Linked DNA regions of Capsicum annuum: region 2 is linked to region 1. The links are chromatin contacts, called in public Hi-C maps. All regions are on one chromosome and are shown on one strand. Each heading gives the region's core, a stretch centred on a gene start, on an enhancer-like site or on the middle of the called end of the contact. The rest is flanking DNA. Distances are from core to core; before and after follow the strand shown.

What was found. A called contact is a pair of places that touch in the nucleus more often than the background predicts.
Region 2: a Hi-C map of bud shows a contact between it and region 1, with 3 times the contacts expected there. The contact joins the enhancer-like site here to the promoter of LOC107841234 in region 1. A contact is called at or near these places in 4 of 5 Hi-C or Micro-C datasets (bud, leaf, pericarp and 1 more).

What each region holds. Positions count from the first base shown.
Region 1 is chr1:166,843,779-166,849,659 of UCD10Xv1.1, forward strand. It overlaps LOC107841234 (protein trichome birefringence-like 11), which reads right to left and starts at 3,327. Exons shown (of 4, transcript XM_016685212.2): 1 at 2,538-3,327; 2 at 1,127-1,516; 3 at 787-945; 4 at 1-288. The coding sequence starts at 2,980.
Region 2 is chr1:166,950,069-166,955,949 of UCD10Xv1.1, forward strand. No RefSeq gene overlaps it. Among protein-coding and RNA genes, the nearest start is that of LOC107841242, 59 kb to the right of the region's middle. Within about 2 kb of position 3,288, at least 4 of the 5 cell types and tissues checked have an H3K27ac peak or open chromatin away from gene starts, as enhancers often do. A contact at or near this core is called in bud and leaf, where this site is marked.

The sequences.
Region 1 (5,881 bases), core at 2,077-4,576:
TCTGGGATTCCCGGCAGGCACCAGTGGCTGCAATCTTGCCTATTGATAGGCGCAGGGCCTACCGTAGGACCTAAATAGTACATTGATGAATGCCCATCTTTTCTTCTGGAGGTTAGATGTGTTACATTTAGAACACGTAATGCTCCTTGATTTGACGTGTTTGAGCGAGATGACATTACATCACGGAATATACTGTATCGAGCCCATGTGTGGGGTGGCACCAATGAAGAACTTCGATCTGGAAGTGCCTCCAGGTGACAGCTTCCCCCAGTTCTCCAGTCTCCACCTCTGCAAATCACAGAATATGTAGTTCTGTTAATTGATTATCATCTGATGCACGTTACCAAATAGGTGAGGGAGCAGGAGCTCGCTTTTCCCCAACAGACCCCCCACCCACCCTCACACACACGCATGGACACAAAAACCAGGTGGTCTCACATCTAACGAAAAATGGTCAGATAGATATAGTGCACAAATAAAGATCGGCAGTTCAGCTTATGCGTACAGAACAAGTCCAGAAGCTGCTCCGACCAATAGCCAGCTCCAATGTCAAGTCAATTGAAATAGATGTTACAGGATGTACCAAGTCCATCCTATTGAGGCCATAGTCGATGCCTTATGGATCCCCAAGGAGCATGAATTCCGGGTTTGTAAACATGAGGATACAGTAGAGCTTAGATCGATTACCAAGTCATGTCACGACTGCAAGCTTAGTAGAGGTATGAAATGTGTAACGATTAAAGGACCTAGGACAACTTCGCAAGGACGAAAAAGCTTGAGACCAACCTGAAATGTACTGGGGCGTATGTCCGGAAGAAGACTTGGGTTTTATTGGAGTTAACTTCACGACTTACCCAGTCTAACACCGTTCGCAAAGACCTCTCATAGGCAGTATCCACTTCCATATCCATCTTCACATCTGACCCCTCTTGAAAGTAACAACCCCTGAAGACATTTTCATTTTGAAGTTAAGATAACACAATATCGCAAAAATGATGGACAACATCCACATCAAAGACGACAGTATTAGTTTTAGAACGGGCATATGCAGATTGAAACTAAAAGCAGGATTTTTTCTCTTTTGATAAGTTAAAAGCCAAGAGTTCTCTGAAGTGGGAAGAGGTACCCTCTTATGGTCTTCTCGTAGTTCCACCAGTGTCCAGTATTGAAAACAATGACATCTGCATCCCTCCATTTTAAAGAGCTCCAATCCATTTTATCTAACTTGAGAGTTGTTCTTATATTGGCTGGGGCTCCAGCAGGAGGTCGACTCTGCAACACAAGAAACGGAGCCCTATAGTATTCCACGGTGCAATTGTAATCAGCAAACTTGAAGATCAAGAACCCTTTGTGTTTCGTGATAGGGCTGCCATTAACTTCATAGATGTTGTCCTTGTTGGCTATAGTTGAAGAAAGAATGCAAAGCAAAGACTCCCACTGATTTCTCCCAATTGAGTCTCCGGCAAACACTACGCGTTTATTCCGCAGTTTCTCTAGCATGCTCCTGGGATCAAATCTGTTTCATGGAGTGAAAAAATAAATCTCTAGTTTCCTTGGTTAAATTTTGACTTTTAAGATCAAATGGTAATCTCTAGGTACATTAAAAAAATAGAAATTTCAGAATCAAAGCTAGAAAGACGTGGTATAAATAAATCGAAAAAAAAAATGTATTTCTCCAAGAAAGCAATAAACTAGTTAAATACAGAATTCAAACTTATCAAAGCATAAGTTGAATACAGTATTCAAAAGTTTCCATCAAAGTAAGCAAATGATAAGAACAAACTGATTAGCAGTTTTGTCAATTTCTCTTCACTTCAGTAATCCAAGTTGTAAAAATAGAAGTCCAAACTGGAAAAAATCTGAATACATCATATTAATACGCTAAATTAACATAGATTTAGAACAGAGGATACCCAGTTAACAAAACAAAATTAATGTACCAAAACACTTGAAAACTTAATAACTTCATACTTGATACCAACATTTGTGGTTGAGCAATTTTAGCTTAGCACTACCCCTTTGATTAAGAAGATCAATGTTCTGAATAGACTATTCATAATTCATTTTAGAACAATTACAAGAGTTGAATAATGTTTACTATGAATCACAATCATGTCACTATCACAGGACGTTATATTATTAATTCGTGTGATTACGCCATTATAAATGCTGCAAAATACACATAAAAGAAGCTAGGAGAAAAGGACAAATGACAAATTTAATCAAAAACATGTGTCGTCAGAAATGAACATGTCCAAATGCTAGTTGTCTCCAAAACACTGCAAATAAAGATAAACACAAAATACAAAACACACTTTTGAAAACAAAACTGAAGATACAACATGGTAGACTATAAGAAGACCTTACCCCTGCCACAAAGGTAGAGAGGCTATTTCCGCTAGACCCTTGGCTCAAAGAGAAACAGTCCAAGCATAACACAACATTCCGTAACTATGATAAAATAATATAATAATTGAAGTACAAGAAACAATAGATAGTAACAGAAATCAAAGGACAAGAAAGTACAAGAGTAAGACCTGGGCAAATTGCAAGCTTTAGGCTGCCATCTCCATTTTGTGTAAAACAAATCAGGCCTTCCATTCTCAGTACACCTAAAACCTTCATCCAAGAATTTACAATCTCTAGAATTATACAAAGGATAACTATCATCCCAAACCCAATCACCATCAAACACATCACAACCACCAACATTTTCACTCAAAAAATCAATCTTTTTCCTCTCAACAATTGTCCTATCAAATCTCAACAACAAAAACCTCTTCTGAGACTCAGCAGACAATTTCAACACTTTAACCACACTTCTGTAATCCAACAAGGCAAAACACAAAACAAGACAGATAACTATAAAGAATCCAAGAATACTCAAAGAAGGCTCAAATAACCTGAATCTCTTTATTTTCTTAATAACAAACAAGAAAGTAACTTTTTCATACTCTTTCTGAGATGGGGTTTCAGACATTTTGGAATTCAAGAACCAGTTTATTCAATTTTCTTGATAAAAATACAAACTTTATAATAAGAAAAAATTAAAGAAGTTGTGGGGTGCAAGCAAGAACGAAGGAGAAATAATCATAACAGGTTGGTTATAAGAATCATTGTTCTATTTGTTTTTTTCACAGAGGTTCCTTACTTGATAAAAGAGTAACGTAACAATAATTAACTTTGGCCTATTTTTGAGATGGAAGCCAAAAAAAAATAGAAAGTTGGGGGAAATGGGGAATGATGAATGTGCACTTTGTATTAGTAGTAATGAAGGTGTTAAATATCAAATCTTGAAGGGATATTAAAAAATCTGATTGCATGGTTCTTCTTAGTTACCTGTTGATTTTTAATTATTTTTTCATATGTTGCCAGCGAGTGTGTAAAAAATTTAGAAACTGACAAGTTATGTCATAAACTATTCCTGATGGACTAAAACCAAGTAAAACAGATAAATTTTCCCAACCATTTTAACAAATAGTAGCAATAATGACTGGAAGCTAGATTTTCCATTTTGAGAATGAGGATTATTAATTTTTTTTTTAATGTAAAGGGACATTAGTTGACCAAGGAAGTGGTGTATTATACAATAAAAAGAGAAACTCTTAATTACTCTTTTTATTCCAATTTTCGGAAACTTGGAAATATTTTGAAGATCATATATTATTATATTTAAAATCTAATCAAATTTCATGATTAAATATTTGAATATAAATTTTTAAAATTTAATCCAAAATATATGATCAAAGGCCAGCTAAATTCTAAATATATACCATCTTTGTGACCTCAAATATTTGGTTGACTTTATTATATTAGTGATTACTAAAATGTGTGAACAGGGGCGGATCTATATATTGGATTGGGGTGCCATGGCACCCGTAGTCTCAGTTGAAACTCTATATTTATATGTGTATAGCTGTATATATTGTACATGAATTTAGTATAAATATTAACTGTGGCACCCAAAGTAACAGAGGGGCTTGTTGCACCAATGTCTAGAGGTCGTAATTTGTTGTTTGGGGATCCAAGTTCGAATTTGTTGGAGGATATTTTATTTTTTTTAAAACAATAAAATGTGTATTTAAGAAAAGACCTAGCCATACCAAAAAGCAGTGCCTTACATTGTTTAAAAGGCACTTTACAAATTTAAACATAGATTTCCTCTATGGATAATGAGACCACTTCCACAAAATGTTGCATACGTTGCTATTTATCCTGACATTCGAAGCTTTAAAATCCTGGATCCGTCTCTACGTGTAAGTAGTTTTGTGCAAAAAGTTGAAAATGTTTGGTTAATTAGTTTTATAACTCATAAGTATATAACTTAGCAAGCCAATACTGAAAAAATGAGGATCAAATCTCTTCATTCTTTTTTCGCTTAGAACAAACCGTGTGACTTGTGAGTGCCTTCAAAGATGTAACTATGGTCTTTTCCTTTCTGCAATTTAGATATTTAATTTTATTTCTTGTTTGAACTGAATTAAAAAAAATAATTTTTTTTTTATTTACAATATAGTCATTAGAAAAAAAGAGTTTTTAACTAAATGACAACTCTACTTTTTTTAAGATAGTGGTGTGATTTGCGTGCATTTTATCCTTCTCAAACTTCACTAGATGGGAATTCACTGGATATGTTGTTGTTGTAACTAAACAACAATTAGCAAAAGATTACGCATGAATATAACTTGTGATACCACGATTTAATTCATAAATGCTACAAAATTTGGATTTATGACACTTTGATACCATACTACTCTTCCGTTTTCCAAATAAGATATTTGGAGTATTTGCTTTATTTTTTTAAATTAATATACAAAGGCAAGGTAGGATGATGGCAAGATGGCCATAGGTACACTCTACCACCTATCAAATAAACCTTTTGTCAAATGAAGGTCAATGTAGTAGGAAACATGGGATGAGCCCACTTAAAAGCGAACCATGTTTGGATGCTGTGACAATCATGTTTTTAATATTTTTTTATTTTATTACGGGGAAAGAAAAAGGAAAGATACCATTGACATACAACTTAACTTATTATATTTATATAAATTCTTATAATTAAAAAAAAAAAATTTACATAAACTAGCATCCTTAAAACTATAATTACAATAAATAGCAACACTTTTTCAAAATTACAACTTATAGCAAAGTAGCAATATTTTACCAACTTCATAGTAATAGAAGAATATGTATTTTCCAGTTGTGCATATGTATTTATGAGTAATACATATATATTTGTATATGTATTTATATTGCAAAATTTTACTTAAATACAAAATATAATTTGCTACTTTTCGTAATTATGAAACTGTTGCTATAAAAGTTTTAATTAAGGCTACAGAGTTGCTATTTTTGAAATTTTCCCTAATTAAAACTAATTATAAAAATCTCAACTAATTATGTTTCTTTATTGAATGTATCGAGAATTAATTATGTATCTTCACAAATTCAAAATCAAAAAAGTATCGCAGCTAATTATATATCTTTAAAAGAAATAATATATTTTCATTAAATGTATTATGAATCTCGACAAATTTAAAAATAAAATATATATATATTAAAAGTTAATTATGTATCACGACAGACTCGAAATTAAAATTTTTAATAATTATATAAAATATTAAAAAAATTATAATTATACTTCAAACTGTAGAAATTTATGTTGTTTATAAAAAAAAAAATATTTAGAAAATGGACAAAAATATAGTTAGGTAGTTGTGGGAGTGTATAATACTTAATTGAAAGAAACCGACAGAGCATATGTAGAGAAGTTAGTCGCACGAGTGCGGGAGGTTAATTAAGTGTTGATTGCTCGGAATTTTCGTTTTTAATAATTTTGTAAAGATTATATATAAATATTTTTATTTTTAGGTTAATATAT
Region 2 (5,881 bases), core at 2,038-4,537, 110 kb after region 1:
ATTTTAAGGTAGACAATTTGATTTTCTTCATAGACCCATTTGTCTGCAAAATTCAATTAATTTTTTTAAAAAATATATATATATATATTTCGATTATATTTTCATCTCACTATATCTAGAGAAGAATGTTTTTAAAAAATTTTAGTGAAAATTAAGAACTCATTGAAACTAGTTGATTTTATTTTGAAATATTTGTGTTTTGTTTAACTTTCTAACTTTTATTTTCTCTGAATTATTAACTTGATTTTCTTTATCTCTTTCTCTAACCGACACCATTCGGGAGGTTTTGTCCAGTACCTCTAACTTCCTAAAAAAGAAATTCATAAAGTCCTCGATAGGATTGACAACACCCCCCCCCCCTTCCTCAAAGCATAATTTTGAGATAGAATCTCTTGAAAGGGAAAAAAACATGAATGTTTTCTCTTTCTGATTTGCAGATTGACGATGACTTAATGAAGGAAATCTATGAAAGAAGGTTCTCCAACCGCGCAACGATCAATGAGAAACCAACGAATTCAATCGAATTAGGTAATGAGTCTAAAGGAAGGATCAAACTTGAAAGGAATAGACATGCGTAAATTCAAACCAGAAGTTACCACGGAAGCATGCATAACATAAAATAGAGAGTCGCTTTTTACACCAACTAGGCCTAAGATGTGAAATGGGTGCATAAGAATATTCTGCACAACCTGAAATACAATCATGAAATTGAAAGTATCGAGCTCTAAATTTGAAACTTTAACACAATCGTTCCTTAGTAGCTCGTTGCTACAACTCCTATTTTGCTCGTTTCGTGCTTACTCACTTCACTTGCTCTTGGAAAGACTACAATGCAACTATTTTATCGACCACTCTTTCAATCAATTATTTTCAAACAAGGATGTTCTATTCTAGTTGTAATAATGAAACAATTCTGTTCATAAGAACAAAAAGAAACAAATTTATTCTATAATCGATAAGTACCAATATGCCATGGGAGAGTTGATCCCAATTTTCTATGTGGGAATTAGGCTACAGGGGGGATACCAAGGTCAATTAGGAGTAATATTTAATGTCATCTCCTTTTAAAAAACAATAACCTACTTTCTTATTTAGTTAATTTCAAAAAAAATAATCTCTTTCCTTTTCTGAAAATATTTTACTTTCAACTTTCCATGTGATATATTTAAAACCACAAGATTACATAGACATTTTGATACATTTAACATAATTTTAATTTAAAATCACAAAAGATAAAAATTTCATTTATTTTTTTAAACTTCATGTCAAATTAAAATAGATTATTTTTTTAAAACGACGACGGAAGTAACTTATTTATTTTGTTTACATACAACTAATGTAATTATGACATAACAAACTAAGATATGCCAACCCACGAGCCAAATAAAAAACACCAACTCAAAAGAAAATGGTCCAATTTCTTACACAAGCTTTGTCTATGTATTCACGACAGCTTTTGCAAATGGACAAACTACTGATTTCCCTTGCTTGAAACAATTTAATAATATTATTGCAAGAAAAGAACCAAAATCTCATTAAACTCTTTGCATACTACTGTCATAATTAAGGAAAATTGCAGTATACAGTACTAAAAAGCATAACTTCCCCCTCGCATTTAAGCTGGACAAAAACAGATGCATTACGACAGCCATAGAAGTAGTACAAAACACTATAATTTTTTTTTTCTTTTTTTTTAGAAGAAGAAGATAATTTGTTGAAAGTGATTAGTGACCTTTGCGAGGTCGAAAATATTAAGGAAAAAACAAAACAAGACTCTCATTGACAGAAGAAAATGTCTACTTCATAGCCCATTTTTCAGCCAATAAGTGTGACCATTGCAAAAATAAGTCAACTTGGGTACATGAAGTATAACACACCATTCCTCCTGATTTCTGAAATTCAATCCCCTGTGCCTCCCTTACCTAATGATTTCAACTATGAGGCATTATACTTTGCAAATGTTGAAAAATTGTTAAAATCAATTAAATGACATGTGCATGAATAAGCCTCTTGTCTATATCCCTTCTCTTTACAATTATGTAGCTTTCTTTCATCAAGATTATATCATGACCAGGAATTCAAAATATGCTTCTTCACACAAATTCAAATGTAACCTTGTGTTCATGTTACCAATGGCGAAGCCAAAAATTTTGCTTAGGCCATTCAAGATTTAAGTATAAAAAGTAAATTTTGACCTATACATGAAATGTACTTTTCTATTTACACCACATAAGTTTCCATGAAAATTGTTCAACTGGTTGGTGGCTCCAACACCACATGTTATTATGTTAGCCAATAACTATGATTGTCATTCATATGTCATGGAGATCATCCTTTTCCCGTACTCCTCTAAGTGAGCGGAATCTCAATCTTTTTCTGGTTTTTATCGCTAGCCAAAGCACAGATGTATCTAGTGCAAAAGTTGAACTAGGAAGACAAATTGGGATTGAAAAATTCTCCTACAGGAAGTTGTATATACCTAGCAATTTGAAATGGTCAACAGTACGCTAGTGCATGATAACAAGGAAGAAGAGTATATGCTTGTCAATGAGGAGGACAGGCCCCTCATTGATTCAAATCCATACCAACTTAGATATTATGGTTACAAACTGGCCCATATGTTGATGAATGATGAGTGCCCTTCCAGGGGCCACTTCCATCATTTACCTGATCAAACTCGAGTAGATTCCTTTGAATTCCTTTCCCCTCTCCTTCTATTTATTTTCCTTAATTATGATTACAGCAGCACAAAATATGGGGAAACGTTTATTGGCAGAAGAAATTTTTTACACCTAACTCATCCAATCTCCTAAGCATTTGGATATGGACGTTGGTGGTAAAAAGAAACAAATAAGGCAAAATGTGCTTTTTCATCTAACATGCAGCTTTGTACAATGTTAAAAAAAAGTATGGTGGTTTCTATCTGCTTAGCACCCGCATCACAGCATTAGGAGATGTCCTACCATTTTCTTCTTCTCATAACCCCTAAAACCTTAGGACTGTAGCATCCTTTAATAGTTCATTTTGCCATTAAATGCATAAACAAAAAATAATTAGAAGGTACAGTCTAGACTACTGTTCTGAATCCTCAAAATGTGCAGTCGATTCAGTTTTTCTCCTGATTCTAAGCAGAATCTACACCAATCAAGCAAAATCTCCCTTCCTTAATATGTATTTCGTATGTGTTAACTGCAGTATCTTATGTTAAATGCTTTTCTGCTAGCGATACAGTCTACACAAACCAGCTTACATCTGACCTCCCAAATTAGCTCTTGCTTCATTGATCGTGGAAGAATCTCCTTATCAGCATCTCTATAAAAATCCTTAGTAGTCCAAACAACTGCATCTGCAGTTCTGCATTCAGGTCCCCACCACCTCTGGTACATTATTGATAAGAAGGCCACCACATCTGACATCAGTCCTACACTAACTCAATGGAGATTGTGGTCTTTAAGAGAAATTCCTCCCAACAATATGTATAAGCAAAAGATGATCCTCTCACTAGGCCCTACAAGAAAATATATGTTCGTTGGAAACTCCATCCAAACTTTCATAATAACACTATTAAGCTTCTCCATGGGTGAGATACTTTTTGTGATAACCAAGAAATTCTGAGGGCGCTGGCGCACAATACGAACCTCAATGGATTATGGGCAGACCCATCTATCCTTCAACTTAAATACCAGACTTCATTTGTGACAACACTCAAATTCGTGACATGCACCTAACACATGTCATAACCTGTGGTACCACTAATCCAGAACACTAGGGGCCTCCAAGGTGAGCTGCTTAAATTGCATGTTTTATCTTCTTCCTCCAAGTAAGATAAACAGTTAAGATCGTTGTCTCTAAAAAGGTTTCTACTATCCCTGCAAGCCTCTATTTCTCCACACTATCATAAAACAACCATGATACAGCCATCAAAGGGCCACTAGAGAAGTGAAATGGAGACACCTAGCACTGTACTAGTCTTGTAGGTACCAAAATCACAAATTTCCTCTGTTTCAGTTGAAGATTTGTTTATTTCAAAACTTAGAGACAGAAGTCGACACTGAAGCTCTTCCAAAGTAATCAATGATCATTCTAATATCATTCTAACTCCAGTCAGCTATTGTCACGAGTCAATTTAGGACCGTGACCGACAATTAGGCGCTAGGACTCCAAGCAAGCCTCATCGGTAATCTAGAGAAACTCGGACAGAGTTTTCCCTATTTTTGGGCCTATTAAAAGTTTTCCCGTCTCAGAAACAACAGATATCCAACCAATAATAACAAATAGACCATAATAGTCTTCAATTAACCACTTCCAACATCAAAGTTCTAACACCATCTCCCAAACGAGAAGAAGTCCTACACTTGTAACAATTTCATAACAACAAAGGATATAAGTCTTATAAAGGAAATTGGTTTCCATAATAACAAAGGATATAAGTCCTATAAAGGAAATGACCGATTGAGCGACTCTAAGAATTACAAGAAATGATCATAACAATATAAATAAACTTTCCATCCACGCGAACAAGTGTGGGGCTCACCAGAAATTTGTCGACTCGTACTCTCCTCACCAAAAAAAAGGGCAGCCCAGTGCACAAAAGCTACCGCTATTGCGGTGTCCGGGAAAGGGCCCCACCACAAGGGTGTATCGTACGCAGCCTTACCTTGCATTTCTGCCAGAGGCTGTTTCCAAGGCTTGAACCCGTGACCTCCTAGTCACATGGCAGCAACTTTACCAGTTACTCCAAGACTCCCTTTAACCTGCATTAAATATAGCAAGGAGCGAGACACTAGCTAAGTGAGTAATAACACTTAACCACAACCATTTCAATAGAGACAAGTCAGAAAACATGCTAGTATGATAATCAGAAAATATTATGAAATACATGCCCTTTCGAAAAACATTGAAAATAAGCAATCTCAATTGTTTCATGTAAGCAAGATCAACTAACTGTCCGATAATAAACTCAATAAGCATATATCATATCAAATATTACATATTTTGAGAGGTTTCCAAGAATGAATCATGTAATCGGAGTGACTTTCTACTTCAGGAAAAGGCAATAACTACGAATCCCTCAGAAAGGAGTCAAATAATCATATCAATAGGTCCCTATTTAAGGGAAATCAGTAACAATATGCTAGTTCTACCTTTCCACTAACGAGGGCTATAACTGTAATATGTAATACAAGGTGCACCAGGTATAACAAACCCATTGTTAGCTACGGGATCCAAATCAAGGTCCACTCCCATTTATACTTTTCTTTCAAAACAGTAGGTACTCGTATAATAGCCTTTTCAAAATAGTACAGGGCATATAAGTTCTTATCAAATCATATTATATGTAAAACTTGCACAAAACACATGTCAAGATACTTATTTCTCAAGTAAGTGAAGACCCTTCACAATAACAATAATCATATCTCAAATAGCAGTAAATATGTTTTATGAAAGCAAGAACGTCTCAATAACCATTTCAGTATCGTATCAAGTAAAAGACTTGTCCTACATGTAATTTTAAAGTATTCTGTAACACTTCTTTTCTGCAAAATAAGTATAAACTATGCAAGTTATGAAAATACAAATAGTGATAAGATTAGTATTTGCGGTACTCTTGTCAAAATATCAAACGCGTCGCCTCAAGCAATCCGTACTTCCTTCAATCAATCTATAACCACATCAACACATCGGTCTCATGTTAAATTCCTTACTCAGGCTAATCTGTGTCTAATTTAGATACCCATTGATGAGATTTCGCGTTTGACACTAAATTTGTCGAATTACCTCTGCCCATGCTATGTGTAACTCAATTTATCCATAATCTCATCAATTTCCGACCTAGTCATACAATTTTGTTCTCAAATTCTTCAGCCAAAAGTACGTACAC